2 separate regions of the Pan troglodytes genome follow, and region 1 is linked to region 2. The links are chromatin contacts, called in public HiChIP or PLAC-seq maps. All regions are on one chromosome and are shown on one strand. The core of a region is the stretch at or near the end of the contact, and the rest is flanking DNA. Distances in the headings are between cores, read along the strand shown.

Evidence for each region. HiChIP or PLAC-seq counts read pairs in DNA pulled down with a chosen protein or histone mark.
Region 1: an H3K4me3 HiChIP or PLAC-seq map of stem cell-derived excitatory neurons shows a contact between it and region 2, with 2.2 times the contacts expected there. The contact joins the promoter of YWHAB here to the promoter of KCNK15 in region 2. A contact is called at or near these places in 3 of 7 Hi-C or Micro-C datasets (blood, induced pluripotent stem cells and stem cell-derived neural progenitor cells), 1 of 1 datasets of contacts at active chromatin or transcription factors (stem cell-derived excitatory neurons) and 1 of 1 other capture datasets (stem cell-derived neural stem cells).

The regions. Positions count from the first base shown.
Region 1 is chr21:51,137,964-51,141,137 of NHGRI_mPanTro3-v2.0_pri, reverse strand. It overlaps YWHAB (tyrosine 3-monooxygenase/tryptophan 5-monooxygenase activation protein beta), which reads right to left and starts at 1,833. Exons shown (of 7, transcript XM_063802989.1): 1 at 1,697-1,833.
Region 2 is chr21:50,997,420-51,000,435 of NHGRI_mPanTro3-v2.0_pri, reverse strand. It overlaps KCNK15 (potassium two pore domain channel subfamily K member 15), which reads right to left and starts at 1,252. Exons shown (of 2, transcript XM_001152552.7): 1 at 644-1,252. The coding sequence starts at 1,136.

The DNA.
Region 1 (3,174 bases), core at 584-3,083, 140 kb before region 2:
GCGCTCCAATTCTAAAATGGCTTCAATATAACAAGCACTGCAAGATGTGAAACGTACAAAAGATTATACGGTAGGAGTCATACTCCAGGGGCTGGCAATCCATCAATATTTGCTACTGATGAATGAGGATATTCCGTTTGAAAAAAACTAGGTGTTATAGTCTAGGCCAAATCACCTCGTTTCTCATAAAGACTTCATCTGCAAGATAGGTGAATGGTTTCTTATCTCATTGGAAGGACAGGCCAGGAAAATAATTCTGCAGTTGCTACAGGATTATTAGCCTTCCATTTTGAAAGCCACACTTAAATTTCTAACTTAGGTCCAATAAGATTGACAGGTTTTACACTCACACACTGTGTGTTGCCAAGGACAGGGATCCAAGAAAAATGAGGGCTCAAACAAATGAGATATCCCTAAGTAAGAAATAGGGTACACTGGAAGCAGTCAAGAAGAAATTCACCAAGAACAAATACTTATACACATTTCCAAATGAAAATGCAAAAGCTGCAGTGTCCAGGTCTACAAACTGCATCTGTGTCTGGCTTCACATGAACTGACAGAATGAGAAATGCAGACAATTTTCATATTCTTGTAAGTGCTTCACCTTTCTCTTTTGGTTCCCGAGGCTGATTTTATGTTCATAGCATCGTCTTGCCAAATTTCATCTCCCACACAGGGCAAGCAAAATCAGGACCTGATGCTATCTAGCCTTACCAAAGAGAAATGCAATGAAGGCAACGACAAGAAACATGTATTTTACAGAAAGGTTGGCAAATTGCTTACCAAGGCTGCCACCTCTGAAAACCCCATTATATGGGAGTTCTCCATTTGCGGCAAAGATGCACTCACCTTCCCACCTCTTCTTCCCTCCGCTCCCCACCCCCCGACCAGGAAGCCACCGGGCAAATTTCAGACCGAAAAACGTGCTAACACACAATATGGGGGAATTTGGGGTAAAGACACAAAAGAATCTGGCATTAAATGACGGTAAATACTGTGGGAAAATACTCCGATTCTCACCCCCTGATATTTTTTCCTGGGGATCCGGCCTGACTCAGTAACCGGCTCCAACAAACAGATTTTCTTGATTCAAACCCAATTCCCTTCCTAGGGAATCTTGGGTCCTGCCAGGCTCCATAACCAGTGAAGGATGATGAAATGGTTTTACTGCAAAATGGGAGGGGGTTCCCCCACTGCTGTCTCCCAAGGTTAAACCCCTTACTCATCCAGGAGGAGCCAAACACGGGGACTGGGGCTAGAAAACTCATCTGCGTTTGATTAAATTTTAATTTCTGGAAACCAGAAAGCACGGAGCAGAGGTGACAGGGCTGAAGGGGACGTTCTTGCCGACCAAGACGCAGGGAGGGGTCGCGTGGGGACCGAAGCAGATAGTGAGGGAGGGTCCGGGATCCCCGGCTCCGCTGTCCCTTACGGCACAGTACGGAGTTGCACCCCGCCCGGCCGGCAGGACCTCAGGCGGCCCGAGCCTCTCCAAGAGGTAAAGGGCCCGGCCCCGGAAACAGGGAGGGGCCGCTGCGAGGTCTGGCCTCGCCGCCGGCGGCCGCGCGGAGCGAAAGAGGCAGCGCGCCGCCACCCCCCGGGGCCCACCCACTGGGCCGCCGTCGTCGCAGCAGCCAGAGAGGGGCTTCGAGTTTGGGCCCCCGGGGGCCCCGGTCGGACCCCGCGCCGCACTCACCGTGGGAAGGCTGCAGGGAACAAAGACCCTTCCGAGCGAAGCTCCGAGCGAGATGACCTCTTCCTTCCTAAGCCCACTACTCAGGCGGCGGCAGCGGTGCCTGCAGTGGCTGCAGCAGCGGCGGCGGCGGCGACTACCCCGGCTCCGGAATCGGCGGCGGCGGTGGCGGCAGCTCCACTTCCGCTCCGATCGGCACTTCCGCTCCGGTCCTGGCCGCGCCCCGCCCCAAACCGTGTTCTCATTGGGCAAGCGAGGCACGGGGTTGCCACGGCCCCACGGGAGGGGCGCAGACGGAAGGGAGGAGGAAGAAGAGCGAAGGGCAGGGTTGCAGGGGCCGGGGCAGGGCGGATGGCCGGGGGAGGGACCCAGGAGGAGGTGGGCGGAGAAGAAGGAAATGGGGCGGGGGAGCGGGAAAAGGAGGTGGGAGGAGAGAGGGCGGAGCTAGGGGTGGTCAAGATACGGGCTGTGTGGGAATAAGGAGGACTAGGAGTGTGGTCTGGATGGGGATTGCCCTTTCTGCTGGGACTGGAAACGCGCCAGGGCCAGGCCCGGAGATTCGAGGTTTAGCAGTTCCCCCTCCACCCCGAAAGTAATCCTCACTGGGTCGGAGGCCGATGTCAGTCCTCTTACTGTGTGCTTTGGTAATACTGGAGCCAGGGAAGAACAGAAATTGCTCATCCCTCAATGTTCATTTAATCCTTTCAATCCTTCAGGGTACTTACCTTTTACTTCTTTGGTAGACTGAAGAGGCCACGTGAAGTGCCAGGAATCCAACGCACAAACGTCTTTTTAAAAAACCTGTGTAGGGCCGAGCGCAGTGGTTCGCGCCTGTAATCTCAGCACTTTGGGAAGCTGAGGTGAGAGGATTGCTTGATGCCGGGAGTTGTAGGCTGCAGTGAGCTATGGTCATGCCACTGCACTCCAACCTGGGAGACAGAGTGAGACCCTGTCTCCAAAAAAAACCCACAAAAATCTGTGTACATGATTTCTTCTTTAAGATGCCCCCTCGTTGAGGAAGTTCAGGGAAGGAAACAGGCCTCCATGGCTCCCCTCCCCTCCATGACTGCTCTCACAATTACCAACATTCTACTCCTCTCAAGGTAGTTGATTTTGTTTTGTTTTGTTTTGTTTTCTGTTTTTGAGACAGAGTCTCTTTCTGTCGCCCAGGCAGTGTCACAATCTTGGCTCACTGCAATCTCTGCCTTCCAGGTTCAAGCAATTCTCCTGCCTCAGCCTCCTGAGTAGCTGGGATAACAGGTGCATGCCACCACTCTCGGCTAGTTTTTGTATTTTAAGTAGACACGGGGCTTCGCCATATTGGCCGGGCTGGTCTCAAACTCCTAACCTCAGGTGATCCACCCGCCACAGCCTCCCAAAGTGCTGGGATTACAGACATGAACCACCTCGCCCGGCTTCAAGGTAGTTGATTTTTAAACTCAGTCCTTCAAAATGCCTCTCGCCTTCCCTCTCTCCTGTTC
Region 2 (3,016 bases), core at 3-2,502:
CACGGGTCATACAGCAGTCCCTAAGACAGACTGGGTCCCCATTCTCATGGGGTAACAATAACAATTGCAATAATTAAAAAATGATCTTTTCTTTGTAGTGCTCTGTATGTGTCATGTTTTAGCACAGGCCTTGTCTGTGCATAGTCTGTCTCCTGAATAATAATTCTCACCACAGCCCTGAGATAAGGCCGATTAGCGATACTATTTTACAGAAGAGAAAACTCTGGCTCAGAGAGGTTGAGCAACTCGTCTAAGGTCACACAGCAAGTGTGAGGCAACCAGGCAAGGAAAAGCAAATCCAGCCACTTGGTCTCCCAGCCCCGCTTCATCTATCTCCAAGCCCCTTGGACGTTTTCTGAGCACTCCTGGGTCAGCCTTTTGGCAAACTCGATTTACTGATTCCTCCCGTCCCTGCCTGCGTGGGCTGACAGCTCCATTCAGCAGAGGGGGGCAAAGGAGACCAGGGAGACAAGGGAGGCGAAGGAGACGAGGGAGGCGAAGGAGATGAGGGAGGCTCGGTGAGCCGAAATGACCCGTCCAAAGTAGCTCAGCTGGGCGGGGGCAGAGGTGGGACCGAAAGCCAGAGGCGCCCCGGGACAGCTGGGGCTGGAGCGGGCGCGGAGGGAGGCTCCGGGCGGCTCACCGATGGTAGTGATGACGGTGATGGCGAAGTAGAAGGAGCCGGGGAACTTCCACTGGCGGCCGGCGCGGTGGGGCTCAGCCTGGCGCGCCAGGCGCTCCAGCTCGCGGTAGTCCTCGGCCGAGAAGCCGAACTTCCTCCGGAGAGCGCCCCGCTTCTGGACCAGCAGTCGCCGGCGGCCGCTTTCCGCCTCGGACTCGAGCGCGTCGAAGACAGCAGCGCCCACCAGCAGGTAACACAGGGTGCACAGGACCAGCCCGGCCGCGCGCACGCTCGGCCTCCGCATGGCGCCCCGGCCCCGGTACCCGCCGCGGTCCCAACCTGCTCCGTGTGCCCGGACCGCGCGCTCCGCCCCCTCCAACCCCGGCCCCACGCGGCAGGGTTGTGACGGGCGAGGCGGGGCGACTGCCGGGAACCTGGAGGCTGGGATCGCCACGGGTGGGGGCCGGAAGAGCCGCTCCCCTGTCCGCCTCCCACTCGCCTGCCCGGGGTTCATGTGTCTGTGAATAGTGAGATCTGAAGCAAAGGCCCAAACCCCGGGCCTGCAGAAGTCCTGTTCCCGCCACTAACTCATGTTGTGACCTCGTGCCAGTCTTCCTTCCTTCCCTCCTTCCTTCCTTCCTTGCTTTCTTCCTTTCTCCCTCCCTCCCCTCCCCCCTCCCCTCCCTTCCTCCCTTCCTTTCATTCCTTCCTTCCTCCCTTCCTCCCTCCCTCCCTCCTTTCCTTCCTTCCTTCCTCCCTTCCTTTCATTCCTTTCCCCATCCCTCCCTCCCTTCCTCCCTCCCTCCCTTCTTCCCTCCCATCCTTCCTCCCTCCCTCCCTTCCTCCCTCCTTCCCTTCCTTCCTCCCTTCCTTTCTTCTTCCCTTCCTTCTGTCCTTCCTTCCTCCCTCCCTCCCTTCCCTCCCTTCCTCCCTTCCTCCCTTCATCTCTTCTTCCCTTCCTTCTCTCCTTCCTTCCTTCCTTCTTTCATTCAGTCAGTCAATCCTCTGACAAATATTTACCAAGCACCTACTGGTGCAAACAACATTCCTGTTGTAAGTAAAAGTGATATCCTAGTGAGGAGGGCCAGCTAACAAACAAGAAACTAATTTAAGACAAGAGTGAGAAAGAAGGAAAAGGGATAGTTTCTTGGGGAAGGTGAACCCCACCATCTAAGGTGGTGCTTAAAACAGAACTGAGCATGACTTGGCAGCCAGAATAGCAGAGGAGCCAGTGTCGCTGGAGCCCAGAGAACTGGGGGGCAGATACTTTGGGGGAGCAGAAGGAAGGCAAAGGGGCAAGTTCACACAGGGTCTTACAAGCCCTTATGTGGGTTTATTGAAAGCCATGGAAAGGCTGTATTACAAACACAGGCAAACAAACACACACGCAACACCACCACGATGATCTGATTCATATTTTTTAAAGAGCCCCTGGCTGTCATGGGGAAAAGGGATGGTGGCTAGGAGTGGAGGCCAGTTCGAAGGCTAGTGTAGTCCAAATGTGTGAAGATGGAGAGAAATGAGGGGATCCGGGATGCACCAGGGAGGTGGAGTTGGGCGCCCAGCTGGCCACATTGCCCAGCCTTTCTTGCACTTAGCAGGGTCTATGTGACCAAGCTTTAGCTCATGGAACATGGGCAGAAGTGACATATGCCACTTCCAGGCCTGGCCCATAAAACCTTGCCCTACACGTGCTCCATCTCTTTCCCCCACCAGACGGCTGAATGCAGAGAGCTAAAGTCTTTAGAAGAGAGGGAGCCCACAAGGTGGGAAAAACCTGGGGCTGAATGACACATTGCAAGGTCGTCCCCCAACCCCCAATCAGGAGCCCCAGTTTTGAGCTTCTGTTGTATTAAGTCGCTGACGTATGTTAAGCCCCTGAGGCCCAGCCTGCCGCCTAGGCCCTCCAGGTCCCAGAGGAGGACATACTTCCATATGGAAGCCTCTAGAAAGGAACTCAGTCCTGCCAATACCTTGATTTGAGCCCAGTGAGACCTGTGTAGCCCTCCACCCTACAGAACTAGAAGATAATACATTTGCCTTAAGCCACTAAGTTTGTAATAACTTACTGCAGTGGCAACAGGGAACTAATACAGTGGGTGTGAGGATTAAATGAACCAGTAGATGTGGAGCCGGAGAGCTGAGCTTGGCCCTGAGGATTTGTCTAGAAGTGTGAGCCACTGTTACAGATATCACAAGTGAGCAGATGCCCGGGCCTGTAGGGATGTCCAACCTAGTGCCTGTCCGACTCAGTTCCCAGGCAGAATTGGGCCCCAGTACCTGGTAGAGAGGGCCTGGACCCCTTCTTCTCCCGAGAAGCAGGATGAAGCTCAGTGGGCCGGAAGCAGCGTGCTGGTGCCACTACCTCAGCCTGATTTTTAGCAACAGCATCAG